Regions from separate parts of the Mus musculus genome. Here regions 2, 3, 4, 5, 6 and 7 are each linked to region 1. The links are chromatin contacts, called in public promoter capture Hi-C maps. All regions are on one chromosome and are shown on one strand. The core of a region is the stretch at or near the end of the contact, and the rest is flanking DNA. Distances in the headings are between cores, read along the strand shown.

Region 1 (4,166 bases), core at 1,054-3,553:
CACCCCATATAGACCCTTGATTGGGAAGTAAGGTGAGAAAACAGAATCTTTTGGAAGCTTGTCATTTTGTTGGTGCAGGACAGAGCAAAACCCACAAGGAATCTGAGGGTAGCAGAGACAGGGTCAGTCACTCCCCAGTCCTCCCTAGCAGTGGTGACAGCAATTTCCCGCAGACCCAACTTTGATATATTCCTAATCAGGACACGTCTTCAGTGTGGTTATAAGTTTTCTCCAGTCCTTCCTAGAATCTGCTGGGCCATATATCATCCCTTTAATTCACCCCTTCCTGGGTAGTTGCCCAGAGTCAATTTCCACTGTTTAGAACTAAAGACCGTGATATTGGAGACCCCCTCACAACTTTCCAGTGGCTTCTCATGTATTCTAGAATGTGTCTCAAACTTTTTGCCCAGCTCAAGAATATCCTCTTTCATAAAGATTGGTTTTCTATTACAACCAGTCTCAAACCAATCTGATTTATTTATCAGTATTCATGCTTTTGGTTTGATATTCTTATACTAAAATGTTGGCTTGTAGCAAAAAAAAAAAGATGGAAATAAATATGTAACTTCTGAGGCTATGTTGTAAAAGACTTCACAGTTTCTGTCTTGGTAATGCTTGGGTCGCTTACTCTCAGGGAATCCAATTATCATGTTATGTGGACATTCAAGTAGATTTCTGGAAAAAAAAAATCTGTGAAAAACTGGGGCCAATCGTTTGATGATATGTGTAGTCAAGTCTTCAGGCAGCTCTGGCAAGAGACCCTGAGACAGAATTACCTAACCACCCTGTACCCAAGTTCCCAATCTACAGAATTTGTGGGTCGACAAATGTTTATTGATGTGGGTTAGTAAGCTTTGGAGGACAATTGATATGCAGCAAAAGATTTTACTAAGACACTGTGTAACAACTAAAAGCTGCTTTAAATTTTGTGGTAACATGAAGGGGCTAAAGGAGTTGGCTTCAGCTTCAAGTTCCTAAGGGCAGCGCCAAGGAAGAAAGGAAGTAAATGCTGTTAATCCCACAGGAAAAAAAAAAATCAGTCCCACAGATTCGAGGAGAAAGACCATCAACCCCAAACCATCATGGCCAAATTAATTAATCAAGCTTTTCTTGGTATGTATACATGGGCTGGACATAGGTAAGGTAAGATTGTAATAGTTCAGGAGTAGGGGGTTTCCAGATGAGGATTTGGCAGGCAAATAGGCATGTATTACCGAAGCAGAACATAAGCATACCAAGTTGGTCATAACAGCCTCTTGAAACAAAGACATGGTTGCAAGGTGGTTACAACAGGGTCACCATAATAACCTTTTAAAATAAAGGCATGGGGCAGTACAGAGCCATTTGTAGCTAAGGTTACAGGTGGGACATAGCCCAATCCTTGAGAAACCTAGTTTGTCTTTACTATAAGATGGCTTTTACGCCTGAGATGGAGGCAGTCTGGTTTATCAAGATTTATCGTGAGAAGTGAAGAGCTATACTGTTGTGGCCTTCAAATCCATTGGGAGAAACCAAAGACTTAGGCTCAATTCAAATTTATATTAAAATGAGTTTATGCTTACTGCTAGCAGAAGGAAGGCAGCTTTAGAGCCCAAACAGCATTCCATAGGGAAGGGGGACTAAGGATAAGATGGGGTTTTAAATTGGACATCAGAAAGGTGTATATTACAACTTACCACGAAATACAAGCTGGGCAGGAAAACTGTTTTACTTTCCTCAGTTGTTTCTCACCTTCCCGCTATATAGTAATTAAAAGATCATTTCATCCCTTTCCCATAGCGATAGTGAGTTTTAAAGAAGCAAAGGCAGCAGTTACTATCCTCACAGCCATTATCCTATTCTTATCTCACCTGCAGGTCTCTAGTACCTCCCAGGCATCCAACAGCCCTTAAGGGATCCCTGGCTCCACATTAACTTTCTTTAGTCATCACAGGGGACCTGTGTACATTATTTCTCAGGCAGGTCTGAGCACTCTAATGACAGGGATAGAGCAGTTCATTTCTGGGCACGGAAACCAGTGACATCAGGTTAGGGCCGTCTGTCATGTCTCCACACTGTTGGCAGCATTCCTTCCAGAGCTAAAGATCCTGCTTGCTGGGAGGGAAGGAACAAACTCGCTCACCCCAGCAGAAGCAGAAGCAGAAGCGTAGAGACTCAAGTGCGCCCAAGCAAACCCAGCGCCTGCGCCGTGCGCGCCTCGCCTCCAGGTGGCGATGTCGCGCGCCGAGCCAGCGATAGGGAAGCGCAGGCGCTCGGCCCTCCGCTCGAGCGGAAGGCTCTAGGGGGCGTAGTCGACCGAGCGGCGAGCGCTGGGGATTCCTCGGGAGCGCAGGCCCGGAGCTCCTTGCTTTCGGTTTCTTCCCGGGGCCGACCGAAGCTTGCGGTCCGACTCTCGCCATGAAGCTGCGCGTGCGGCTTCAGAAGCGGACCCAGCCGCTCGAGGTGCCGGAGTCGGAGCCAACGCTCGGGCAGCTGCGCGCGCACCTCAGCCAGGTCCTGCTGCCCACGTTGGGGTTCAGGTGAGCCGCGTCGCTGTCGTGGGGCTCGGGGGATGGCGCGCTTCGAGCGGTCACGTGAGGCCCGGGCCTCCCGGGTGTAGCTGCACTGGGCGCCTGTGACTGTGACGCTCGGCAGCTGGGTGCTGGCCGGGGTCCGGCTCCGAGAGACCATGGCCCAGCCTCCCCCGGGTGCCGCTGTCCTCCCCGGTGAGTAGTCACTTCCGGGGTTTCGGTCGCTGCGGCCCCGAGGGCGGGAAGGGAACTCGGGAAGCTTGGCTTGCGTTAAATCTCCCGGTGTTAACTTGAGTTTACCTCTGCGGTTGGGATAGTTCAGTGGTTAAATCGGAAAAGCATCGTGCTCAAGGTGACAAAAGTCTTGACACCTTAGGTCACTGTAATTTGTGCCACTGCCCAAGGCTACAGTAACTTTAAAAACAGCTGAGCGTGCAAGTGGCAGACTGCACCTAACTGTAACTTTCTCACTTTCTCACTGTAAGGGTTCAGGAAGTACGCCTGTCAGCGGGCATTCTCTGGGTGAGAATGTTGCTTTTTTTTCACGAATAGAGGCATGACCCTAGAGAGCTTACAGTTTCATGGCAAGTTGAAAAAGGATTAGGTTCTATTACTAATTTATGGGGTTCTATTACTAATTTTTGCAGATGAAGCGTCTGTGTTTCTGCAGAAGATAGTTTCAGGACATAGAGAGATAACTGTATGGACGACCCACTTCAAGTGCTGAGCTAGAAATTTGAACTAGTGAAGAAAAAAAAAATTAAAAAGATGGGCTCTGGGGCTTCTAAAGGGAAAAATTTTCAAAGAAAAACGTTTCCCATTAATTGGCATTTTAAATAAGCCTTTTCACTTTATTTGTAGGGAGTTAAGCAAAGTGAGACCCTGAATAGATTTTTTCACCCTTCCTCCCTGCTCCCATCCCCCCATTAAGTGAGCCTGAGCTACACCTTTATTCTAGCGCTCTGGAGGAAGAGGCAGGGTTCAAGGTCAGCCTGGTCTACATAGCAAGTTCCAGACCAGCCAGTGTTACATTGTGAGACCCTGTCTAATAAGATAATAATGTTAGCCAAACCATTAAAAAAAGAGCATTTTTTCATATTAAAAGAAAATATGTTGCTGTATTATATATAATATATATTTCCATATAATGGTGACCTACCCACATGTTACTTATTGGTGTAAAACCAAGTGTTTTCAATGTTGATAACAGTTATCTCTCCTCACACTTTGAGAATTCAATTTTTAAGGTATTTACAAGTAGTCTTACTTCTCAGTTAAGCAGGGCAGTTTTGAAAGGGTTGGAAACCCAAGAGCTCTGTTTCTCTTGCATGCTGTTTTCACAGTTGCAGTTGGTTAGGTGGATGGAATTTAAGCCTCAGCTTGTGAAAGTAAACTCATTTCTCTGAAATTTTGTTCATTTAGGGAACAGAAGAGAAGCTTTAAAATGTGTTCATGTGACACATTTGTTATTCTTAAAGAGTATTTTCTAGTAAGCAGATCAAAGATTGCATATATGTATATATGCAAGCTTCTGGAATTGTATTATTTTTGGTAAAATCACCTGACCCCCCAAAATGACAGAAAATAGGGCCTTGGAAAACACTTCAGAAAAGTGGGAGGGAAAACTGGCATTTCTGTTAAACAGACCGCTCCTTA
Region 2 (4,166 bases), core at 813-3,312, 2.6 Mb after region 1:
ATGCAGAATAGATTTGGATCAAGTCGTCAAAGCAAACACAAACCAACCCTTTCATCCAGCAGGCAGAATAATTGAATTTGCTTTATTGGTTCCGCAGCCTAGCACCTGACTTATTAATCTTCGAGCTTTCTTGTTGTTTTCAGTTGGGATTTCAAACAACAGATGCCGTTCAGACCGTTTTAAAATAATCTTCTGTTTTCAGTTAGGAACCATAAAAGGCGTTTCATCCAAGTAAGCCTTGAAGAGGCAGGTCAAGTGACCCATCAGATAAAAGGGACATTTAATACTCATGTAAATCATTTGCATTACAAAGAAGACACTTTCGCAGGGGTTGGACACACACACACACACACACACACACACACACACACACATTTCCCCCCGGAGTTGGGATTAAGTTCCCATATTAATGCATGCATTTGGTGTGGTTATTTTGGGAGAAAGACTTCATCCATCAATGCTCCCTGCCACTAAATAGGGCCAACCTGTAACTGATCACCCCAACCTGTCAGCACTGACTACCTAATTACATAAAGAAAAAATACTTAAAAGCCTTTTCAGAACTCGGTTAGTAGCTCAACTTCAGCTTTAACATGTGGCATCTCTTGCAAAGTTCTTCACAATAACGGCAACAAACACTTTTCAAGATTAAAAATGAAAAGTCTAAATATTGTTTTTTATGTTCACCTCTAAGCCTGTGTACGTGTGTCTGTGTGTGTGCAAGTATGCTTTTATTTACAGAGGAGAAATAAAAAAAAAAAAAAGATTCAAAAAGCCCAAGTGAAACGGATTTGATTCAAATATTTGCATTTTTGTATTAGTTCCAAAGAAGCAAAACATCAAAAACTTGGCTTGTCAAAAACTTGGCTCATCAAAAACTTGGCTCAAGACTCAAAGGTATTCCTCTCCTCTGCAGTCTTTAGTAAGGGGTGAAAGATTTATGTCATCCCAAGGGAAACCAGAGTATGAGGTAATAGTTATAAAAGATGTTTCCACTAGAAGTTAATGTATTAATGAGAATGTACATTTTCATTATTTTCATAACCTCTAACACTAATTTAATTCCATTACTAACCAGAAATTTTAAAATACTGATCTTTTTATAGAAAGGAGAAGTTTTTCTTCTAATGAAGACTACTCTTTAATTGTCTTTCGTTTTTATTCTTAGTTATTTTCTTAAAGGCTACATATTTTAAGATTGTATGCCGCAAAACTCAGGAGAGGTGCAACCTACCACTCATATTCAGAAAAAATTTCTTTCCCAGCAAGAAATTTCAAAGCTGGGCTCCCAAAGGACAATCAAAGAAGAATTCTTATTTGTATATTTCAAATGCCTTTCTGTGAAAAAGAAGAAAAACTACAAATAATATCACAGATTCTTATTATTTGAAAACTTGACCAAATTTATAAAGTGCTTGAAAAAACATCCGATGTTCCAAGCACTGCACACTGCAAACACAAGGTGGAAATTTAGAGAAACAAAGTTAAAAAAAAAACAGCTTGAAAATGCAGCCTTCTTACCGTGAGCAGTTAACATCTTTCATGTAAGCATTTTAAGGACCTTTTGAAATTGAATAATACATTTTCCATTTAATCATTGGAATCAATATAACTTTATAAACTTTTTCAGATATTTCTCAGTTAATTATATAGTCTTCTGGTCTTTTCACACCCATTTTTTAAAATCTTTGTACCCCAGTAATTCTACTGTTTTATAGTCTTTTTTTAAAAAACAATCAGACAACTGTTTAAAAATAAATACTAAAATAAATATTAGAGACCATAAGAAGAATATTTATAGGTGTTCTTACCCTCTTTCTTAGTGGGTTCTGGCATGACCACAACAAAAGATTACTCTCCAAAAGGTTTTCTCCTTTCTAGCAGCGGTTGACAGAAACCCCAAGGGCAGCAGAGAGATGGTGTGGGTCAGTGTGACAAGCAGCTGCTTAGAGGTGGACCGGTTTTATACAGGCTCCGACCATCAATCATGTTGGCGCCTCCCTACTTCGGCACAAGGATGCTGAAACCTGACAGCTCTGGGACCTTTCTCACATCTGTTGTCTGCGCTCCGCTCTCCCGCCTGCTGGAAGGACTCTCCTGTCCGTCTCGTGTGGCAGATGCGAGCATCTCTAACTTTCTAAATTCAGCTGTGCCTCGTGCTCTTTCCTGTTCTCTGCCTGTTCCACAGAAGCGTGTGCCGACTCAGCAGTGCACGGAGTTTTCTGGGCGATGAAATAAATAGATGAAAATCATACTACATGAGCCTGGCTTCTCTCTTAATTTTTATTAAAACTTTTTTTAAGGTATATTAAGAAGATCATTTTTATGCCCACATTATTTGTTCATTTTCCTTATTTCTTAGTTAATGAGATTAAAAATTTTTATTGTATTTCTACACCAATGTTAACTAGTCAGTTAAATATTTTGTTTCATTCTCTCTACTAAGAATAGCAAAGCTGTCTATTTTAGGATACATTGCTCTTGCAACATTTTCAAGAGACAGATATTCTTTTTAAAATTACAAGCATATAAACAAGAATGGAACAAACAGATATGCCACAATGTGAATAGAACTTGAGAGAAACCAGCAATAAAATATAGGTTATACAGTCAAGTTATCCAACCATACTTTCATGAAATATCCTGCCTAGGTAAACATATAACATTGGCAAATAACTTAAGTGATTGTCACAGGCTAGGGGAAGTAGAATTAGAACTGAAGGCACATGAATGCAAAGCTTTTCCTGGCAATGATGAAGGTGTTCTGGAATTGGAGTGTGGGAATGGTTTCATAGCTTTGTGAAATACACACACACACACACACACACACACACACACACACACACACACACACACCACTAAACTGTACATGTGCAACATAAGTAAAGAAAGTCAGATAGACCAGACAATGTTTTGATTCACGGTGACAAATGGCTTCCCCAGAACACCATGAGTAAACAGAACAGTGATTATTAAGATGGCAAATGGGCCCAAAAATATAATCCAAGACAGTCACAGAAGGTATCAGACTTGGTCACTTAGCCTGAAACCTAGAGGAACTAATGAGACCACATGTGTTTTTAACAGAATGTCCCGAACCAGCCACATTGTCTCGGTTAATTTCCCCTGTGACTGAGAGCACAGCTGGGCAGACTTAGTTCTACCAAGCACCGTGCCAAGCTAGGTTTTCATATACGGATGGGAACTCTAGCTCTCAATAGCATCATGAGTTAGCTATGCGGGAAGTCAGAGAGGCAGGCTGGACAGCACTTTCAACGAATACCCCCCTGTTAAGAAAGCCTTCTCTTGTTCTACTGAACACGCCATTCGCCTTTCAAACAGACTCTTTGCTCTTAGATGACAATGGGTTAATGTCAACCACAGAACAGTATATTCTGAATATCACGTTAGACCTGGCTTGAAAGAAGGACAAAGAGCCTACCTGTGTCTACCATGGGGATGTCAGTTAATACATTAAAAGAGTTAAAGAATCTAGAATCTAAAGTCAGGGCCTCAGGTTCTATTCACGGACCTGGTGTAAACCAGCCGAGTTGCTGGAAGGACGTCTGGCTGGCAATCTGTACCTCAGTTTCCTCTTGTGCAAAAGAAGGAGTTTTAAAACTAACCTTAGAGGCTGCGATACCGCTGACATTGAGATGTTTGCTATGGTGGAAGGGCCCTAAAAAGGAATCCCTTTCCCAGAATCCCCAGCACTCCCAGCACGCTGAGTGTGTCCTGTGAGATGGACAGAAGCTCTGCAGAATGCTGTGCTGCAGAGGGATGTTTGTGACACGGATTTCACACATGCCCCGAAGGAGCTGCGGGGCCATCTTTGCTTCAGCAGGGGCCCTGAGGGCTTTTAATACACTGATCGTTTTACTGAAGCAAACACATGCCAGGAAATACTACAGTCCTTGGAGAAAGTATTTTATGACCTGGAGGACTTGTTGGTAACAGGGGACTTCACTACAAAGAGAAAATGATATTGGAGGAGTTGAAAGGCTAGCCGAGTTCAAAGACAAAGAGCTGCATGGTTTATAGGGCAGTTAATGTGAGGATTTTTAAAAATTAGAATAATGTGTATTTGCAGACTCTCAGGAAAGAGAGTTACCGAACCATAATACACACACACACACACACACACACACACACACACACACACACAC
Region 3 (4,166 bases), core at 815-3,314, 2.5 Mb after region 1:
TCTTACTCAGGCTACTTAGAGGCAAATACAGGATCCAGTGACATGCACTTTACAAACTCGCATAGTTATCTTCCATCTACCCCTTAGCCCTTTTACCTGGGCCGCTCTGGCTTAAGTGATCTCTCAGGGCCTATCACATCCTCTTTGAAAAATGAGTCTAATCCTATAAGATAATCACAAATTTATCTCATCCACAAGTCCCCTTCCACCCTAGGGCCTTAGGCCTTGTTTATCCGTTCGTTCTCCTAAGTGCTCCGTCCACAAATGAATGGTGAATGACATCCATGCTGACAGCTTAATTGGCTAATGCCAGAAACACCCAGACTGTTAGCCAAATCTAAGCCCAAATCAAAGCTAAATTTTACTATGCTTGCGTCACAACACTGTTTACCAACTGTGTATTTTTAATAGGTTGAGAGAGTTTTACTTTGTTGAGTAAAGGGCAGGGCCCTACAATTATCTGCATGTATCCTTCAGTCCTCACAGCTGCCCTGTAAAATTGGCCTGGCAGGCATTATTTCTATTTTCAAAACAGATCGGTTAGGTCTGCCATGGTGGCGGATGATGGGGAGTCAAATCCTTCACTTGCAGGCCTGCCATGCTTCCATCCTGATACAGTGAGCTTCAGGGGGTTCGGGAACCAGTGAAACCCCAAACAGCTTAGTGTTTTAAATCACATGAAAACAAGTGACAGTGGAGGTACACGTGACAAACACAGTTGTTGGCAGGCAAGATGTTTTAAAGGGCAGGCTCCACTAAGCCCTTAAAAAGAAGTGTTTGCATGGATGCAGAACATGAGCTATTTCTATTGTATTCCTGGTATCCAACCTCGACTCTCGAGTTTGTGCACGATCTATATTTACACGTAATTACAGAGGGAGCGTAAAGAAAGTAATGCCATGGAATCTGCAATGTTATCCTATATAGTGTTTCAAGACACTCTCCCTTGTTTTTATGCTCTCTATACTCAGCCCAATGAACCACTTCTGACCACCACTGTCTAAAGCCCATGTTAATATTCTTACTTTAGACTTAGGTTGGATATAATTACAACTAATAAAATATGTTGGTATTTATAATCTCAAAGTCTAGATAATTGTAAAGACTGTCACCTACATCCTGTTTGTTTTTCATGAAAAAGCCAAGGAAGCAACGAGGAAGTTTCTTATCTTATCCAGAAATAACTTATCTTCGATCAGTGCTACCAGTAATTTCAGGATCGCTAGGCACCACCTTTGAGAAACAGAATTATAAAGTGCTAAAGGGCACTTGGCCTTACCTAACCCATCCACAAGTCCTGCTAGCATGGAGATGTAGGTATTTAATCTCCAGTGTGCGAAATATGGGCTGGTGGTCCCATGGCCCCAGGGATGAGATTGGCAGACAGGGCTGGGGCAGTAAGTGACCTTGACAGCGCCCCTGCCCCCCAGAGAAGCTCAGAATGGTCACAGGATTGGGGTAGTGGTGCGACAGTCTCTAGGAGCCCCGGGGAGGCTGAAAATGAATACTGCCAGGGGACAGCAATCTGGTCGCGTCCGCACCTCCCTCCTAGAGGGAGACCTAGAGGATGCTCCGCTACGCAGGGTCTCCCCGCTCCACTGACGCCTATAGTGGAGCCGTCTCCGAAGGAGGCCCAAGGGGGGCTCCAGGGAACAGTACCATCGGGCGGCCAGCCCTACCTCCTCCGTGACTGTAGGGCAGTAGAAGATGAGCACTAGTGTGGTGACCAGGTTGATGGCGAGGCCGATGAGGGTGATGGTGTTGGGGGCCATCCAGAGCGGGATCCATTGGAGCAGCCAGGTCCAGTAAAGCTGCAGCGGCGGCTCGAACAGCGACTCTCCCACCGCGGTGTAGCGGTGCTCCTCCAGCCGCCGCAGCTGCGCGGCACTGAGCGGCTCACCTAGCGCCTTTACCCAGCGCGGCGCCGGCCTGGCCCCGGCGCCCGCCGCCATGGCTGCCTGCGGGGCCCGCCGCGACCCGGCGCAGCCCGCGGCCCGCGCGGGGGGCGGAGAGAGCCGAGCGAGGGCACAGCGCCCGGGCCAGCTCCGCCGGTGGGACTCACTTAGCAGCGGGCCGCGGGGGCGGGGCCGGGCCTCGGGGGCGGGGCAAGGCCGGGCCACGGGGGGGTGGGGCCTCAGCGAGCTCGCGGGCGGTGGCGAGGCTGGGGGCGGGACCGGGGCGGGGCCTCAGTGAGCTTGGCTCTGGACGCCCCGGGAGGGGTCAAGCAGCCTGCGCTTTCAGACTCAGGTCGAGGGCAGCTCTGGCCCTGCCGCTGTGACTTTTCTATTGGGGCTCAAGGGTTCGCCCTCCTCTCCAGCCTTTGCTCAGGTTTCCGTGACGACGCTTGGCTAGCCTGGATCCTGGTTGAGCTGGTTTTTTTCTACTGAGTGGTAGGAACAACTCTGACTTGTGTGTCTATGCCCCGGCCTCTTATTAGTCAAGAAAATGTCGCCTACTGAAACCTGGAGTGGTCACCATGTATGTACTGATCAGAAAGTACTCAAGCACCATGGGAATATACAAAGGCCCCTCCGCATATTAACTTAGTTACCCCTCACTGCGGGATCAGACGGCAAGGTTTTAAAACAAACAAACAAAACCCCCAGATCTTAGAAATATTGTCGTCAAAGGGAAACTGAATGTTTGAAACTCAAATGCCTGTTTTTTCAGACCACTTGACACTCCTTCCTTGGAGCAGAGAAAATTCTTAGCCAGTTTCACAGTTTCTTCAGTGGAGAAGGCCGATTGCCACATAATGGAAGGTCACCAGCTCCTTACTTCACAATGCACCCATTTGGACTGGGGGCTGTCATAAGCATGTTCTATTGCCTAACCAGACATAGGCTGCCCACTTGATCTAGACGTAGTGGGTCTGATCTGTATGCACCTTTCTAACACATCAGACAAGCTGGAAACTACTTTCTGCTTTCTTGGATTAAGCAACAGAGGTCATGGGATACACTCTTCCTCACCTATTTTGAGGAACGGTTAGCAACTTTTGGCTCAAAAGACAGGCCTTCCATCTCATTCTCACAGCACACTACAGAAGTATGCGTCTTACATTTTTTAATTACTGGGAAAAAAAACAAAGAATAAAGTTTATGATGTTAGAATTGATATAATTTAAATCTCAGTTCTGTGACTATAGCTGTGTTTCTTCCCACAGAGGTGAGGAGTTGTATAGCACAAGATGACTTACAAAGTCTTGAATATTCATTACCTGGCCTCTTACCAAAAATAAAATAAAATAAAATAAAATAAAATAAAATAAAATAAAATAAAATAGCTGGGTGATGGTACTGCAGGCCTTTATCCCAGCACTTTCCAGTCAGAGGCGGGGGGGGGGGGGGGGGGCAGGGGATTGGTAACACTTACATTATAGATTCCTAGTACTTTATCTTGCTCCTGGACTTTGAACTAAGCACCTTGCTGGGCCCTGCTAAGCTTTATCTTCAGTCCTTTGTTTGCTTTGATTTTGAGACAGAATCCTGCTACGCAGCCTAGACTGTCCTTGAACTAATTGCCTCTGCCTCCTAAGTAGCTCTGATTACAAGCAATTACACTTGACCTCTTCCAATGCCATGCTGTTGTAAAGGGGCATACAGCATGCTCAGAAGGTATCGACGATTGCTTTAGGCTACTTCTAGGTCAAGTACAAGGCTTGAATGAGACAGAAGTTCGTTTTGCCCAAGCATCGTGTCTGGGTAGATCATTGAGAGCTGCTGCAAACCCTCAGTGTGTGAGAGACACTGGTTTCTTCCATTTCCTTGTCTGCTGCCTTCAGGGTATTGTTCTTGTCCTGACCCAAAACAGGTGACCACAATTCCCAAACAACTAGGAGGAGGGGGAGGCAGGGGGGCTGAACTTCCTGGCTTTGAGGCTGTGATCCAAAGTTTCATTCCTCATTTCTGACAGAACCCTGTCATGTGAGTGTGACACCTATTTGCAAGGAGAGCTAAATGAAGCCCTTATCTGGCCAATGGCTGGTCGACTAATTTCTACTACTGTTGAAAAGTGAGGGAGTGGATGTTAGAGAGCCATGCATGTGTTCTGATATTTTTATACACCATTTAAAAAAGATACTATTTTATTAATTCCTTGAAAATCTCATACAATATACTTTGATCATATTAATCCCTGTTCCTCTCCCTAATTCCTCCCACCCC
Region 4 (4,166 bases), core at 1,231-3,730, 2.5 Mb before region 1:
GCCTTGCATAAGTGGGTCGTATCGTATCGCTCTTTACTAAGTCATGGATCTCATACAGGGTGGGAAGCAGGTTTTGGAGTGAAGTACCCAAAATTCAGTTGTGGATTCAATGATGTTCACTAGATGCCCATGTAAAGTTCCTGTGGAAATGTGCAGTTGACATAGCATGGAATTATAGAGTTACATTTAAAGGCCATATCAAACTTTGGTGATAAAGGTTTTCTTAGACTCTTGGCTTTCCTCCAAATATATTTCTGCCAAGTCTTTTCTTTTTACAAGTCATCATGTTCTGAATTGTCCACTTTTCAACTTTTCCCCAGATTTTATTTGTTTGGATTTTGTTAGAAAAAAAAAAAAGGAGCATTTTCTAATTTCTTTGCAATGCCAGGTATGGTGGCACATGCCTGTAAACCCAGCACTTAGTAACTGGAGGCAGGAAGATCTGAAGTTCAAGGTCAGCCTAAGCTACATAGTGAGTTCAAAGTTAGTCTGGGCCACGACAACAAAAACCCTCTTGTTATAGATTATGCAATGAGCACAAGATACGTGCTAGCTATTAATAAAGCATTACTTCTTTTATTTAGATTTCTAAATGTAAGCATCTAAGTCATAAAATATTACAAAAGGAATTTTGAAATAAACTTTAAAAAAAACCCTGCCATAATAATTAATTTCTAACTCAAAAGCCTGGGAGGATGTCACTGTGAGATGCTTGCTAATGACCAAGTGGATCAGTGATGCAATCACCATCATGGCTGTTCCCTCTGCTACATAAAGCCACTTTTATGATGACAGCCATTGGCTTCTGTATCGTTGTCTCCTCCACTTCCAGGCTAAGTGATCTCTAGAGAGTTGCTTCTTCTTAGCTCAGGGCATCCGTGGAGCACGTGACCTACACTAAGCCAATGGGTCCACCCCTCCTGATATTTGGGTTTCTGAGATTGGCTGGAAAGTGTGCTCAAGTAAAGAAAGGCTAATCACTGCTGGCAAGACTTGATTCTGGGACTTTTGTTCGAGTTATCAGTTCAGCGTGCTCTTTTTCTCTCGTGGGCTAGATTTAGTCTTGTGATAATGTGGGCCCGAAGCTGCCAACAGCTACCATATGGAACCTAAAGAAGGCTGCCAGAACTGCATGCTACAGAAACTGAAAATTCCAATAGGCCACCCTGAAGCCAGAGACACACTAAGTCCACATGTGTTTGTCAGCTGTCACTGTAACAAACACTTTTGTTAGAAAAAAAAAGCATTTTCTAATTTCTTTGCAATGCCAGGCATGGTGACACATGCCTGTATTCCCAGCACTTAGGAAAGCACTTTACAAAGTAAAGATGTTCATTTGTGGCTCAGATCTGTAGAGGTTTCCCTCCATAGCCTTGTCACAGGCCCAGGAGCAGCAGGGACTCTCAGCTACGATAATGAGATCTTGTCTCAAAATAAAACCAAGCCCAAACCTTAGCATCTCAGAACATGCTCTTCAAGAGAACATTCTATATTGATTTGTGGTACTTTATATAATGCAAATAACTTTAAAACTCTGCTTGAAAAAGACTCAGCTAATAGACACAAGAAAAATTTAAGAGCCACTTTGTATTAATGAGCACCTACCCGTTTTCAAGTAATCCAGTCTTCTTTAATGAGATTTGAATTCTTCCTATGCATTTGCAAACACATGAGCATAAATAAACGTTTACGTCGATTGTAGATGTTACAGCAAATATGCATTGTTCTAAAATCGACTCCTCTCCTTTTTTTTTTTTTCTTTTTTTTCTTTAATGCCATTTGAGACCTATTTCATTTTGTAGCTTTCTAGGAGTTCAGAGTATGGATGTCTTAAATTTTACATTATGATTTTTTTTTTGATGCTATTTAGACTGCTTCGTAGAAGTACATACTAAAAACTGCCCTGATAGAAAGCGTTTTGTGTAAACGTTAGGATAGATGTAGAACTCAGGGTAACACAGTTCCCACCCCACCTTCTTAAAAGCAAGGAAAGAAAGAATAGTGATCTATGTAAAGCAAACCCAGTAGTGAGATTGCTTGGTGGCGTTCTTAAAGTCATTACTTTTTTACACACACAGGTCTTTTCTCAACAAATAATCTGCACAGGAAGTGCAAGGGGATCAAGGAATCGCGAGGGTAAAGACAGAAAGGGAGCTGGTGAGACAGGCATCTTGGTCCAAGGGCTCGGGCAGTGTCCAGGTGAAGGACCGGGTCTTGCGTTGGGCCCCACCCGGTTATTTCCATTCTTTCCAGGTTAGACTGAGGGAGTAATCCCCTAGGATATAAAAAAAAAAGAGCCTCGAGGAACGGAATGTGCCCTGAGAACAGTCGTGAACGGCAGCGAGACCAGGAAAGGATGCAGGATGCCAACGGCAGCCATCACTATGGCGGCCGCGCCGGGAGCAGGCGGTCGACTCGCTTTCCCAGCGGCTCCCGCGGTCCGCAGGGCCGAGAGTCCACTGGCTCTGGCGTGCGGGGGCGGGGCCGAAGCCGGAAGTCACGTGCCGTGACAGCGGCTGGGGTGAGGCCCGCGTCGCGGCTGTGGCTGCTCGGGGCTGTGTCTGTGGGAGGTTCCGCGGCGATGGCCGTGGACACTCTGTCGCCCGACTGGGACTTCGACCGCGTGGACGACGGCTCTCAGAGTAAGCCCCGGCATCGGGCGAGGCGGGCCGGGCGGCGCTGCGGACGGAGGGCGGCGCGGTGCGGCGCCGCGCTGCGCAGCCGCCCTCTCGGGACCCTCCCGCTGGGTGGGACTGGGGCGCTCTGCGTGACCGTGTGGTCGCGTCTGGCCGTGCACTCGCACCCTGCGTCCCTCCCGGAATCGGTGACGGGCCAGCGGTGCCATCGCTGGGGAGCCCCGCGCGAGGCCATCCTCCCGGGTTGTCCATCCCGTCCCAGGGTTTGCCCCAGATGCTCAGCCTTCAGTTCTAGAAGAGTCTGGGTTCCCGTTTCGGTTTCCTGTTTTTCTTTGCTTCTCAAGCCAACTTTTGAAGTTTGGATTCACGTTCTTAGAACCACAGAGACAGCTAAAAACAGCTCTTTCTGGCCTTAAAAAAAAAATCAACCAACATAGGAATATCTTATTCCTTCTCGGCCCTTTATTGATTTTTAAATAGCTGAAAAGGTTTTTAAATCTATTTTAACTTTTTAAAAAATCAGATCTGCTTCGCAGTTGCCTCATGACGTCAAGTCCAAGTTTATGTTTAAAATCACTTCCAACCCCAAAAGCCTCATAGTTTGTTTCAGCATAAATGGACAACCCAAACTAATTAGAGACACTCTGGAGGTTGATTTGTTTGTTTGTTTGTTTGTTTGTTTTTTCTGTGTGATAGAAGATATATTGGGGCGAGTTGCCCAAGAAATTTTTAAATGCATACCTTTCCCAAAAGTAGGAATGCCTTTAAAAATAAAGTACAGCTGCATTATGAATTATTTTACAGAGATACTAGACCATGTACAGATTCCTATGTAACTGTGTTTTGCCTTTACATCTAGTTGAACTATGTTCAGGGTGCTGGGCAGATCTTAAGATATTGGTCTTAGTCAGCATAAAGAAAAATCTAGATGGAAGGATAGTAACCACCCCTTCTCCTCCCCCCCCCCCCCCCCATTGTGCGCTGAGGTCCCTACTTTAGTTTAATCTAACCAAAGTTGGAATGAAGGTATACTGGGTTTCAGCTTTAAGTGGAATGAATGATCAGTTATTTAGACATAATCAGTTTTTTAGATGCTCAGGACTGGGGAAAGGAGTGGAAACAGGACGTGGGTGAGGACACAATATAAAAACCATGTATGTATGAAAATGCCATGGTGAAACTCATAATGTTGTTTACTAACTTTAAAAAGTAGTAGGAAAACTACAAGAAATGCAGTTTGTTGGGAGGGGGAGTATGTTATGCACAGAGGGCCACTGGTTCTTAGTCTCTTCTTGTACTTTAAGAACTTTTATGAGTTCATAGCTACTTGTTATCTTACTGGCAAGGAATTTAGTGTTGCTGTCGTTTACCCAGGTCTAACCAGGTGATCTCTTAGCATGTCTTTCAAGTACAGTCTTTAAGAACCCATTTGCTGGTCAAAGGATGCTTTGGTCATTTCCCATGTAATAGAGTAAGACATTAACACGGGGTTGTTAGCAGTAGGTAAGAGGTCTCTCTGTGCCTGGCTTT
Region 5 (4,166 bases), core at 728-3,227, 2.4 Mb before region 1:
TTGCTTTGGGGGTGTGGCTGTTGGGAGGTTGCCCTGGCTCCACTGGATGGCCCCACACCCATGCATAGGAAGAGAGCACTAATTAGATTGTGTGTTATTGAGGGGGGAAGAGGACAGGAAAATGGGTGGGGAACATGTTTTGGGGTGTCTGGAAAGAGAAGATGGGGAGGTGATCTGATATTAATACGCTGTATAAGTATAGGAAATTATTGAAGAATAAAAAGTACTTAAAAATATTCCTTACGAGAAAGGCAACAAGACAATTGTCTGAATTAAGTAAGGGCTTTACCACTTTGCAGGGACGCCAACTGTCTAAGAATAAACCTTTACTGTGGACAAAAATATTTTTTAAAATTAAAAAGAATGTCAGGTAGGAGTAACAATGACTCTAAACATCTTCCGCCCCCCCCCCCACACACACAAGCTCAAAATTGTAAACCATACAGACGAGATATAATTTTAGACTATTCCGCCGATTTCAAGACCATCTGCCCCATGTTCCTTGTTTTCTGTGGAGTTTCTGCAGATGAGAACACCGGACAATTAGAAGCAGAACTGCAGCCCAGGTCTCAGACTCATTTATGCCATTCAGAAATGGTGCGCACCCATTAGAGGCCTCAAAACTCCAGACTGTGCGATGTCTGTGTGCCTGGCTCTGCCACCATCACGACTGGTTAGGGAAACGGTCTGTCTTTGACCTTCCGTGTCACCAAGTACAAAGCAAATGGAAAGCCCTATTCACAACCACGGTGGTTATGATTTCCACACGCTTATGTTCAGATCCTAACGACAGGGGAGGAAGGCTGAAATGCTTTCCAACAAAGGCTGGGGTCCAAAGCAAACACCTGACATCCAGAGCTGTATAAGGAAGCCTGCGAAGAATTAGCACAATACATGCCAGTCTGTTTAAAAAGTTGAATCAGTTAAAAAACAAAACAAACAAACAAACAAACAAAACAGGCTGAGCATAACAACACATCTGTAATCCCAGCACCCAAGATGTAAGTTCAAGGCTAGCGTGGTCTACAGGGCAAGTTTTCAGTCCAGTTATGGCTACATAGTAAGACCTTGTATCAAAACAAAACACAACAAAAAACAAAATCCCAAGTAATGGGAATACTAATTATCACAGCTTGCTTACATATCCTTGCTCCTCTACATGGGGACAATCATTCAGAACTGAGCCTAAGACAGGCACACACCGATAGCCCTTTTGATTTATTCTGCAAGGGAGAGATGGGGGAAATGTAGGTAAACTCATCAAACTTCCATCTGGGAGGTACAAGTTACTTTGGGAGCCAAGGAAGAAACCCGAAAGAAGAGGAGAGACTGTGAAGAACAGCTTGAGCCTTTCTAGTTTTTTCAGGACCGGAGATACTAGAGGATGAAGGTATTTATTTAAATAAGCTAGGGATGCCATACCAGGAAAGGGAATAGAAGATCCCTGGGGAAAGTCCTGTGACTTCTGAACTACTGTCACTATGCACTATCTCAAGCTCAAAGGGCTTGATTCACATCTCCACTATATTAATGAAGCCCCATCACCACCACCCTGTGGCACAAATGGGGCAAATGTTGGAATTTTCTCTTCCCTGGGTCGACTTGGCGATGGATCCAGGTTTTCTGTGCTTCCTATTCCGGCCCCTGCATTCATTAGGTCTCGTGGACTCGTTAGTACCAGCAGCGTCTGTGTGGATAGTGCTGTCGCCTTCTTCTGCACGAGACACTGCTTGAAAACCTTGTTACCCTGCTAGGGAGCTACTACTGTGGGACAACGACTGCCCGACCTCCCCGAGCGCCGGTGGGGCACCGCGGCTCCCTCCCAGCCTTCCCGGGGGTACCTGGGGGCTGTCCTGCAGCGCCTCCTCCAGCAGGAGCTTGTCCACGGCGGGCATGGCGCGGCGGCGAGGGAGCGCGGGATGCGAGGAGGGGACACTCGGCGCTCGGGGACTTGAGACTTAGCTCGGAGCCCGCGCCTGCCCACTCTCCGCGGCCCGCCCCTCAGCCCGGCCCCCCGCTGCCGGGATCAACAGGAAGTGTGGCAGGCGCCGGACATGTAGACAGTCCGGGACAGGACACCGGAAGTGTGGCGACCACGCTTCCGTCCGATCCCGGGGCTTCGGGCCCCTCCGGCCAGCGCAGCAGCACCGGGAGGTTCCGGCTGGAGGCTGCCCTCCCCGGTGCTCGAGGCTGCCCTCCCCCGTGCTCATGGCGCATCTCCGGGTGGGACGATAGGCTTTTATCTTCTTGCGGTTCTGCAGATTGCTCTCTCTGTGTGGGAGGAGATAAGAGTGAACAGATTTTGCAGTTGTTCTCTGGCCTCTTTTTGGGGTGTGTGGGGGGGGGGGCGGGGGTAGGGAGTCAGGCTGTCATCTAACTCGCTGTGTAACTGAGGATGATTCTAAATTTCTGATCCTCTTGCCTCCACTTTCAGAGCGTGATGGGATAACAGACTTCGACTACCAAACTGGAGTTTTGTGCAGTGCTGGGGATCAAACCCAGGGCTTCCTTCAAGTTAGGCAAACCCTCTACCAAAGTAGCCACACCCCCAGCCTTGGCGTCTTCTTATTTTATTTTTTAATTTGGGTTAGAAGATGGGCTTGGGTAGAGCAGGAGAGATGGTGTAAAGGACATTGCAGAAGATGTGAGTTTGCTTCTCAGCACCTGGTAGGAGGCTGTGGCATGCACCTTATTTCCCGTAGGGACATGCATGGGCACACTCATGTGCACGTATCTCCCATAGGAAATGCACACACCATTTAAAAATACAACAAGACAAATTATATTTAGTGTGTGAAGTTCAGAAGACAAACTGTGAAAGACTTTTCTCCTTCCAACCATGGGGATTCTGGATATTAAACTCAGGTCTCAGGCTTGGAGATAAGTGCCCTTAACTATTGAACCATCTTACCAGCCTCTGGCCTCTTTTTTTTTTTTTTAAATACCAGGACAGGCCCACACTCAAACAGTTCAGAGCACAGACATTACGTGTGTGTGTGTGTGTGTGTGTGTGTGCGTGCGTGCGTGTGTGTGTGTGTGTGTGTGTGTGTGTGTGTGTGTTTTCCGTGATATTCAGATCACTGCTAAATGATTTGGGGCCATATAATTAGGTCTCATCTTCCTGGTTTTTTAAGGTTTTTCGTTATGGAGAATTTCATAATGAAATTTTCGGGGTTAGAAAGGATAGATTATGTAGTTCTGTGATGTCATTTAAAAGTGAGAAGAAGGGACACTGGAGAATGAGATACTTTACTCAGGACCCTACAGCGTAGGCTGGAGAAAGAAGAAAAGGTTGTGTAGAAGGTCAGAAGTGGAATTTGACGTATATTAAAGGCACGAGTTTCAATGGATTGACACATAAAATCAGTACTATTTGTCCAATGAGGTGTCACCAAAATTACCAGGAGAGTATGATACTGCACAAATTCTATGTCTTATGGGAACTACCTGAGCAGTTAGTGTTGGTTGTGAAATCTGTAGGATCAGGGTCACCAGTGAAGAATTATTCAGATTAAGTTAGCCCCTGGCATACATACCTGTGAGGAATTAAGTTACTAGAGGTGGGAAGATGTACCCCAAAAGTGGATGGCACTACTCCCTAGGCTTGAGTCCTGGACTATGGAAGAGGATGAGAGTGAATACCAGCATTCCTTCGCTTCCTGCTTCCTGCCTGTCGATGCAGTACAACCAGCCCCTTCAAGTTCCTGCCATGATGGACCATACCCTAAAACTGCAAACCAAAACAAACCTGTTCTCCCTTGAGTTGCTTTGCCGGGCATTTTATCACCACAGTAGTAAAGGTAACTAAGACACCACCCGGTTCAGTAACAAAAATATGTGCTCCAAGCTGGCTGTGGTGGCACACACCTTTAATCCCAGCACTCGGGAGGCAGAGGCTGGTGGATTTCTGAGTTCGAGGCCAGCCTGGTCTACAGAGTGAGTTCCAGGACAGCCAGGGCTACACAGAGAACCGCCCCCCCCCCAAAAAAAAATCAGTGCTCCAAATGTTGGTATTCTGTCTAAACTCCACCCCCACAGTTCCTGGCAGCAACCAGGTATATGCTCCTCCCCACAGTTACCTGGCAACAGCCAGGTAGGCTTGGCCCACTATAAAAGGGGTGGCTTGGCCCCTCCTCTCTCTCTTATTCTCTTGTCTCTCTTACCTC
Region 6 (4,166 bases), core at 605-3,104, 2.4 Mb after region 1:
CACCTCCCTCCACTCTCAGTGAGAAGCATCTCAATGGGAGGCAATAAAAATCGGTGCTTAGTGGGAAATCTGAACTTTTGAGGTTTATAAGAAACAAGGCAGCAGCCGGGCGTGATGGTACATGCCTTTAATCCCAGCACTTGGGAGGCAGAGGCAGGCGAATTTCTGAGTTCGAGGCTAGCCTGGTCTACAGAGTGAGTTCCAGGGCTATACAGAGAAATCCTGTCTCAAAAAACCAAAAAAGAAAAAAGGCAGCAGGCCCAGGGTTCTGTCAACTTGGCACTAGAAAACATACTGGGGGGAGGAGGGAATAAACTAAGTATCAAGTTTGAGAAACACAGTCAAGAACATCAGGACAAACCAAGAATAAGACTAATGGAGATTACAAAGATAAAGGGCACAAAGCATTCAACTGGAACGCCTGATAAAAGAGGTGGGTAGTGCCGCCCTGTAATCCCAGGTGGAAGGGAGGGAGGGAAGAGTTCAAGGCTTGCCTGGCTACATTGGGAGTTAGAACCCAGCCGGGGCTTCTTGAGACACTGTTTCAAAATCCTCCACACCGTTCTGTCCCAGCTTCCCCCACTCCTGTCCCCTCCCCTTCCCACCCTCCCCCCACCAAGCAAAACAAAACCTAATAATTCCCAAACCAACCAACAAAACCAACGAAAGCTTCAGAAGAAAGAGGATAAGTTGAGGACTAGACGAATGAAACAAAGTAGGAAAGTGAGGGGTTTCATTTTAATTTTCTTTTGTTTATTGACAAGGTCTCACTACCAAGACCAGGTTGGCTTTGAACTCATAACCTTCTTGCCTCAACGTCCCAAGTGCTCAACAGGTATGCACTGTGGTAGACACTGCATTTGAGAGTATGCCGTGTAATGAGGGTAATTCCCCACTCCCACCCCACCCCCACACAAAAAGACCCAGGTAGGCCCAAACAATTCTCCAAGTGAATTTGACCCGAAAACTTAGTTAGTTCTCTATAACACTCCAGTTCCTTTTTAAAATTTTTTATAATTAACAATGCCAATTCAATAGCTATACTACCCAGTTGTATTTGAAAGGGTTTCTGAAATGGCTCAGCAGGTTAAGGTGATGCCAAGCCTGACTTCAGTTCCTTGAACCCGCAGCATGGAAGGACAGAAACAAGTGACCCTCACCATACACTCACACACACACACACACACACACACACACACACACACGCACACGCACACGCACTCACACACACGCGCACGCGTGCGAGTTCCCCTGCATACACAAACTTATAAGCAGATTGATTACCTATCAAAAGCTAAGGCTTCAGATAGTAACTAAATCCGTTAGTTTTCCCTGCTTTGCCACAATCAGCCTACCTGTGACCTCAAAAAATTTTTTTTGATAAATGCCCGATTAGTGACTTTTGTTTTTCCAAAACCAATTAAACCTCGTGTACGAACGTCTAGAGTAGATTATGTCATTTGGGACAAGCCGAATATGCATTCCCTAGCCACGATCTTTCAAATTTTCTTTCGAAGATAAACTTGAGGCAGGAGCTGTGTTTTTTTGGTTCATCAGGATTGCCCATTGGCACACTGCAGGGGACAGCCCGGGTCGCTTACCTGTTGGTTGGGTGGGTCCCACCGTGCAGAAGGCAGAGGGCCCAAAGGGCAGGGCCCACGGCGCACGCGCAGATGGGAGGGCGCGCGCCTGCCCTTGCCCCTCCGCCCTCTAGGTGGCGCTGGCGACTCGCCGCCGCCTCTCCGAGGCCAACCCCGGGTGGCGCCGGGCGCCTTGCGGGCCCTGGGTCCGCCTCCGCCGCGCCGAGGGCGTGGGCTCCGGGCTCCCGGAAGCGGCGGCCGCGGCGTGGAGCCCAGCGGGCCGTCGGTCGCCGGAGCGACAATGTGCGGCAGCCGGGGGCTGTGAGCTAAGCGCGGCGGCGCGTCCGGGGGCCCCTGAATGGCGGCTCGCTGAGGCGGTGGCGCGGCGCGGGCTCCTCCTGGCGTGGGGTGGCGGGGCCGGGGTGATGCTGCTTAAGCTCCTGCAGAGACAGACCTATACCTGCCTATCCCACAGGTATGGGCTCTACGTCTGCTTCGTGGGCGTCGTTGTCACCATCGTCTCGGCTTTCCAGTTCGGAGAGGTGAGTAGCGGAGCCCGAGCCCCGGAGCCGCGTGCGCAGCATTCCCCGATTGAGCCCCGCGGTGCCGGCACCCCGAATCTCCCTTCTGCCTCCCCATCTTCCCTGCAGCCTGGGGACCAGCACACGGCCCACTAGTCCCAGGCGCTGAGCGTGCATCCTCTCCCCGGCTCGCCTGCAGCAGCTGGACTGGACGTCCGGGCCTCGCGTGCTTCAGCGTGCGCATGGATCCCCTTCCTTCTGCAGGGTGTCCCCAAGAGTCCTCTGGCCATTTGATTTTGGCTCTAAGGCCTTGCGCTGGTGAAACTCTCTCCTAGGGTTTGTATTTTTCTGTAGTGATCCTTCATTCCCTGGCTCTCCGTAGGATCCAGTCCTGCGGTGCCACCCTACTAGTCCTTCACCGTTGACAAAACACCTTATCTTCTGTTTCTTCTGGATCGCAGACTTTGTCTTAGAGGCATGCGCGGCTTTGCATGTGAATTTTGCGCCGTTTTGCATGTGAATTTTGCGCCGTTTTGCATGTGAATTTTGCAGAGTGAAAGGGAGATTTTTTTAAATTAACTTTTTTCCTTTTTCATAATGGCTCTGCTGTTTTGTACAGCTGCATGCCAGCGGGTTGGAGGCCTTACTAGTGAGAATGCACACGCTGATGGGAAGCACCAAGTGCTTATCTCAGAGTAGGGCCCTTGTCAGGTGACTAGGACTGCCTGCGGATCTTGGACTCCAGCCCCGGACCTCTTGAGAGCCAGCACAGACCCACCCTTGCGTCATGGGCTATGCTAATACTTTTTAGATCAAGTCGCTGGTCCTTCTTGGACTGAGAACTGCGTTTAATTGATGTGCAGTGAAGCAGTTTGATTAGACTGTAAACTCTTCAAAGAGCACAGACAACCGGTTTGGGAGGTGTGAGCAGCCAGGTTAAATGAATTTTATGCTCCTTTGGAGACATACCTTGAACGTTCTGGGGACTGCCATTACTCTTCAGTTTAAATTTCAGTTATTTGATTCTTGGGTAGTCTAGTACAGTCTTCGCCATCTTAAGTGTGCAAAGGGGTATGAGCAGGTCAGAAATGAATGGGCACAAGTGTGCCATTCAACAGAACACTGCCCCTGGAGACAGGAAGAAAACATGCGCTTTCAAAGAGTTTGGAATGGTCTCCCTGTTTTATTTATTTGCTTATATTTTAGTAAGAGGTTAAAAGGGTTTTATAATTAACAGAATGCTCTTATAAAACGGCACAATACGTATGTGTGCGCTCAGCACCTACACCGGACTGTAAGCTCGGTGGAGAAACTGGTGTCACTTTAAATGCTGTAACCCTAGCCCAAGCCCAGTGCCAGGCAGTGCCAGTGTGTGCATACTAAGCGTCTGCTTAGTGATTGGCTGAGCGATATGGCCGGGTTCTAAGTGTGTTTTTAGTGGTTGTAGGGACTAGAAAAAAGTAATTTTACAGGTGAGAATGAGACTGTCGCCCACTTCCAATTGTGGAGTGTTTTAGTTTTCCACCACCTCCTGGTCCGTCTACGTTTCATGTGTTGTAACTTGATATGTTTTCGCATAGTTAGTGTCTGACTGCTTTTGAATGGCTTTCATTTCTGAGAAAGAGCCTTACTAAGTTGCCCAGGCTAGCCTGAAGTTCACAGTCTTCCGTTATCAGCCCTTCTGAGTGCTAGGGTTGTTGGTTTATGGTTTTAACCTGGTTCATTTTAAGTGGGCTGTTTACTGACCATGGCGTGAAATGCATTTGTTACAGCCTTGAAGAGTTTGAGACAGGGTCTTACCACGTCGCCCAGGCTGGGCTTGAACTTCCTATATAGACCAGGCTGGCCTTGCACTCAGATCCTCCTGCTTCTGCCTCTGGAGTGCTGGGATTCAAGGTGTATGCCATGAGGCCTGGCTCATAGACACAGATCAAAAAGTTTAGCTGAAATGAGAGAAATAAGAGTTAAGAGTGTCACCGGGTAGCAGGAGAGGTGGGGGTAGCTGGCCTGTGATGGGGGAGGGGCTAGGGAGAGCTAATCTGGATGTGACCAATGGCTCCAGTTA
Region 7 (4,166 bases), core at 842-3,341, 2.2 Mb after region 1:
ATCTTGTTATTGTTTCATGGGGACATGAGATATTATTTATGTCAAGTGACAAGGGGTGGATTATAATGGCTATTCCTGGTTGCCAACTTGACTATATCTGGAATGAACTACCATCTGGAATCGGAAGGCTCACCTGTGACCCAGATCTTGAGGCTGGGAGATACAAATTTCTGACTTGGATCTTGGCATGGAGATCTTGAGGCAGAGTGGCTATGAATCCTAGGAGACTAAGGCAAGAAGATCTCTGAGTTCAAGGTCAGCCTGGGACAAAGCAAGTCCCAGATTCAGGAGTGGTGGTATGTAGAGACTGTGGCTCTAGAGAACCCTGAGTAATACAATGTGCATATATAATTTTAATGGAACTGCCCTATTTCATGGCAACAATGCCCCTGCTAGATACTGCAGGCTAACAAAAAGCCTAGAACTAGGAATGGATTACCTCTTTTAGAGCTTTTGGTCAGTGAAGTCCCATAGACCCTGACAGTAAAAGCATTGCTGCAGGTAACACAATGAAGGCCTAGAAACAATCAATGAAGAAGGTGGCTATGCTAGCCACACAGCTTTCCAGGGAGTGGCATTTTAGAATGCAAGTATTCACGTTTATCCAAAAGAGATCCTGATTTGGCTTGTCTAAGGCTAACCTCTGGAGTGGGCATTTTTTGTTTGTTTGTTTGTTTGTTTGTTTTTTTGTTTTTGTTTTTTTTTTGTTTTTTTGTTTTTTGAGACAGGGTTTCTCTGTATAGCCCTGGCTGTCCTGGAATTCACTTTGTAGACCAGCCTGGCCTCGAACTCAGAAATCCACCTGTCTCTGCCTCCCAAGTGCTGGGATTAAAGGCGTGCGCCACCACGCCCGGCCCTGGAGTGGGCGTTTTAAGAAGCACTCCCAAACAGAAGCTCACGAATCCCATTCAGAAAAACATGACTCTTCTTCTGCCATAAAAGGCCCTTCGTCAGCTTTTGTGTCTACTTCTGCCTTGTTTCATTATTCTCCACTTCTGGGCATTTCTACTTACACCACCAAACAATCTTTCCTTTGCCTTAAACGCCATATGCCCTCATGTCTCTGTACCTTTGTTTGGACAAAGGTTTATTCCAGATTGTCATCTTAACTGCTCTTAATGTTAAGTAGATACTAAAGTCGGCTTCCTCTTCTTGTACAACTTAGAAGCTCCTATTATCCACAGAACCGCACACTTTGCATGTGGTGTGCATGTACTCGTGGATCTACAAGTGTTTGTACATGCTAATTTGCAATGCCACAACTTTCACAGGAGTTTGTTTGCACGTCCATCTAACTTTTGCACATCAAAATTCTGCATGTCCTCCCTTTGACTAGTGTAGCAGAGGAGATCCTGTCACTTCTTCAGTACTTGTTTTGGTACAATAAAAAGGTTTACTTTTGCTTAGGTGACCTGCCCTAACTCACATCGCTGGTAAAATGTGCAGCCAAACTCTGAACCAAAATCTTCATACTGTAGGTGTAAGATCGTTTACATGACGTAAGTGCAGTCACTTTCACAGCTGTGTGTCTCAGTTGTTGCTTGAAATTATGTTATGTCAAAACAAACAAACAAACACCCTTAGAAACGGATCTCCAGTGCATGAGGCTTGCCAGGGCTGAAGACAAGTTCTGACAGACTTCTCTAGACTTCACAAGGGCTAACAGAGTATCTGGCACTTAGTAGGATTACACAAAAAGAGAAGTGCTCTTCAGTGAATTATGGATCTTTTTTTTGTTTGTTTGTTTTGTAACAGGACTAAGCAATTAAAATCTCAAAACGGATACAGCTCAGCTTCTAACTTTCCCAGTCTGACCTCATCCCAACCCTGCGTCTGTCTCCCTGTTTCTGTCTGTCTGAATCTGTCTCTTTCTGTTTCTCTTTCTCTATTTCTCTCTCCGTCTCTTTCCCTCACTCCACCACTCCCACCCACCCACCCCCTTTTCTTTTTCAGATTTTTTCAGATTTTACAGCTAAAACAGCAACTGTGAAACCTGCTCATCAGCAGCTTTTCCCCGGCCCAATTTTACAATCGGAATCATGAACTACCAATCCCAGAATGCTGAGCGAGAGCGAGGGGGCGGGGCGGCCTCTCTGAAGCCACCCATTGAATGGTGAACACTCGCGCTTTCTTCCGGAAAGGCCCCGAAGGCAGGAACTTGGGAAAGGAGTCTGGGCTCTCTACTGGGCTGGGAGGAGCTTGTGCCTGAGCCCCGGGGTCCCCATCCGCTGAGGAGATGGATGAGGATGGGCTTCCTCTCATGGGGTCAGGCATAGACCTGACCAAGGTTTGTAAAAGACCGACTTGAGCGTCCGACAAACAGGGAAGGAGGCTTGGCCAAGGGGCCCTGGTTCCCAGGGAGACGCCACCTCTCCAGGCCCAATCCGGGCCCCTGTTTTCCTACTCTGGGCAATGGGGGGAGCCCTGCAGTCCACTTTGAAAGGGGTCCCTCCTGGGCTAAGAAAAGAATTGGTGTGCCACGCAGCCTTTGCTCCCCACATCACGTGTCTCTACGCCCGAGGTTGACAGTCTGGAGATAGTACCACCTCTGACACTTCACCTCTTATTCGACTCTCTAGCTGCTCGTGTGTGTGTGTGTGTGTGTGTGTGTGTGTGTGTGTGTGTGTGTGTGTTTGACTCACACAAGATTCAGAAAAACAAATCAGCGACTCTTCTTAGCCCTTCGTGAACCACATGTCCCAGGGCAAAGACCATCCATCCCCCTCTATGAAATCCAGATATCCAAAGGATTGCAGAGAGTGTGTTTCTCCTGTAAGAATCGTGTTTGCTTTTTTACATGACACAGGTGCCAGCTATTCAACAGAAAAGAACCGTGGCCTTTCTAAACCAGTTTGTGGTGCACACTGTGCAGTTTCTCAACCGGTTTTCCGCAGTTTGTGAGGAGGTAGGTCCCGGGCTACTACTTCATGGAGCGGCCGAGAAGTCGCCTTCCGTCTTTCGTGGTGACAAATGTAGTCAAATGAAGTCAAACAAGAATTACAGCCTTCGTGTGTTCACTTTGCCATGAAATTCAAATGTCTTAAGGCCTTAGCATCTCTGATTCTGTCCCCATAAGTCCTGTGCGCTGTCTCAACTGAATTAGTATTCTAGAAGCTTCCATGAGATAGCTCAGCCAAGTTTGTTGTAATTATAACAAAGGGAATTCCAGAATTTCACAGTGGAATTTTTTTTTTATTTGAAAGGTTTTGTTTCATCTTCCTATTCTAGAGATTACATTTTAAATGTATGTTCGAGTTTATATCGAATTGCTTTCCATCCTTTGTGCCAAAAAGGATTCATGGAGGCAGCCTAGAGATACATGTTTCAAAAAATACTTTTCTGCAAATAACTGGATACATCATGAAGTGATAATTAAGTACATAGATAAGAATTAGGTGCCAGGTCCAGGAACCTCTCCTGAGCTTGCAAAAAGTTTTGTTTTTTGTTTATTTTAGAGGAAAATGGGGAATATATATTGAAACTGAATTTAAGAAAGGAAATAACAAATTAGAAACCTATAGACAAGTCACAGCCGGATCGATTTAATATCCTGTTTTCTTATATTGTCATATGTGAGGCTTATCGTTGAGAAAACGGTGATTGCTGAATGTGTGGCTGTTCATCGGAATTGCCCAGAGACAGGAAGCTTCTGGTTTGAGTACAGTTTGATCTGTTTATGATGGGTTGTGATTAAGGCCTTGAACATGCTCCGCACATGCACTCTGCCCCGACACCCCCAGCCCGGCCGTGGTCTTTCTTTCTTTATCAGATTTCCTTCAGCTTTTCCACTGAGACAAATGAAAGTAAAACATGTGCTGATGCAGTAAGGAGCCCAGTTCTGCGTGCCTTGTGTTTGAACAGCCCCAAGACTGGTGCTTGCTCCTAGGCCTCACTTCTTCTCTTCTCTTTTTGGTTTATGAGAACATTTAAGATGTACTTATTTTATGATATGTGTGTGAGTGTTTTGATTGCATGTATGTCTGATGCCTATGGAGGTCGGAAGAATGCTGAAGGCTACCTAGAACTGTACTTATGGACACTTATGAGCCTCGCTGTGGGTGCAGGCACTCAGTCCTGGGTCCTTTGCCCAAGTGCTCTCAGCTGCAGAGCCGTCTGCCCTGTCGGTATTTCTCTCACACAGTTGCTTCTCTAAATAGGATAAGGAA

Evidence for each region. Promoter capture Hi-C pulls out the DNA fragments that hold promoters and counts their contacts.
Region 2: a contact with region 1 is called in a promoter capture Hi-C map of liver, with 4 times the contacts expected there. The contact joins the promoter of Mybpc1 here to the promoter of Fbxo7 in region 1. A contact is called at or near these places in 3 of 39 promoter capture datasets (hippocampal neurons and liver).
Region 3: a contact with region 1 is called in a promoter capture Hi-C map of pre-B cells, with 7 times the contacts expected there. The contact joins the promoter of Chpt1 here to the promoter of Fbxo7 in region 1. A contact is called at or near these places in 3 of 39 promoter capture datasets (hippocampal neurons, liver and pre-B cells) and 1 of 9 other capture datasets (liver).
Region 4: a contact with region 1 is called in a promoter capture Hi-C map of liver, with 5 times the contacts expected there. The contact joins the promoter of Washc4 here to the promoter of Fbxo7 in region 1. A contact is called at or near these places in 5 of 39 promoter capture datasets (cranial neural crest, hippocampal neurons, liver and 1 more).
Region 5: a promoter capture Hi-C map of liver shows a contact between it and region 1, with 4 times the contacts expected there. The contact joins the promoter of Appl2 here to the promoter of Fbxo7 in region 1. A contact is called at or near these places in 2 of 39 promoter capture datasets (both in liver).
Region 6: a promoter capture Hi-C map of pre-B cells shows a contact between it and region 1, with 4 times the contacts expected there. The contact joins the promoter of Gnptab here to the promoter of Fbxo7 in region 1. A contact is called at or near these places in 4 of 39 promoter capture datasets (hippocampal neurons, liver and pre-B cells), 1 of 484 Hi-C or Micro-C datasets (pre-B cells), 1 of 115 datasets of contacts at active chromatin or transcription factors (astrocytes) and 1 of 9 other capture datasets (adipose tissue).
Region 7: a promoter capture Hi-C map of pre-B cells shows a contact between it and region 1, with 6 times the contacts expected there. The contact joins the promoter of Washc3 here to the promoter of Fbxo7 in region 1. A contact is called at or near these places in 5 of 39 promoter capture datasets (the C10 cell line, hippocampal neurons, liver and 1 more).

What each region holds. Positions count from the first base shown.
Region 1 is chr10:86,019,626-86,023,791 of GRCm38.p6, forward strand. It overlaps Fbxo7 (F-box protein 7), which reads left to right and starts at 2,304. Exons shown (of 9, transcript NM_153195.2): 1 at 2,304-2,519. The coding sequence starts at 2,398.
Region 2 is chr10:88,603,090-88,607,255 of GRCm38.p6, forward strand. It overlaps Mybpc1 (myosin binding protein C, slow-type), which reads right to left and starts at 2,063. Exons shown (of 29, transcript NM_175418.5): 1 at 1,812-2,063. The coding sequence starts at 1,836.
Region 3 is chr10:88,501,906-88,506,071 of GRCm38.p6, forward strand. It overlaps Chpt1 (choline phosphotransferase 1), which reads right to left and starts at 2,065. Exons shown (of 8, transcript NM_144807.3): 1 at 1,680-2,065. The coding sequence starts at 1,952.
Region 4 is chr10:83,541,461-83,545,626 of GRCm38.p6, forward strand. It overlaps Washc4 (WASH complex subunit 4), which reads left to right and starts at 2,481. Exons shown (of 33, transcript NM_001033375.2): 1 at 2,481-2,642. The coding sequence starts at 2,582.
Region 5 is chr10:83,646,687-83,650,852 of GRCm38.p6, forward strand. Appl2 (adaptor protein, phosphotyrosine interaction, PH domain and leucine zipper containing 2) reads right to left here and starts at 1,978. Exons shown (of 21, transcript NM_145220.2): 1 at 1,842-1,978. The coding sequence starts at 1,895.
Region 6 is chr10:88,377,414-88,381,579 of GRCm38.p6, forward strand. It overlaps Gnptab (N-acetylglucosamine-1-phosphate transferase, alpha and beta subunits), which reads left to right and starts at 1,855. Exons shown (of 21, transcript NM_001004164.3): 1 at 1,855-2,122. The coding sequence starts at 2,006. It overlaps Gm40733 (predicted gene, 40733), which reads right to left and starts at 1,651. Exons shown (of 5, transcript NR_168608.1): 1 at 1,602-1,651.
Region 7 is chr10:88,199,006-88,203,171 of GRCm38.p6, forward strand. It overlaps Washc3 (WASH complex subunit 3), which reads left to right and starts at 2,092. Exons shown (of 7, transcript NM_026070.3): 1 at 2,092-2,287; 2 at 2,807-2,905. The coding sequence starts at 2,237.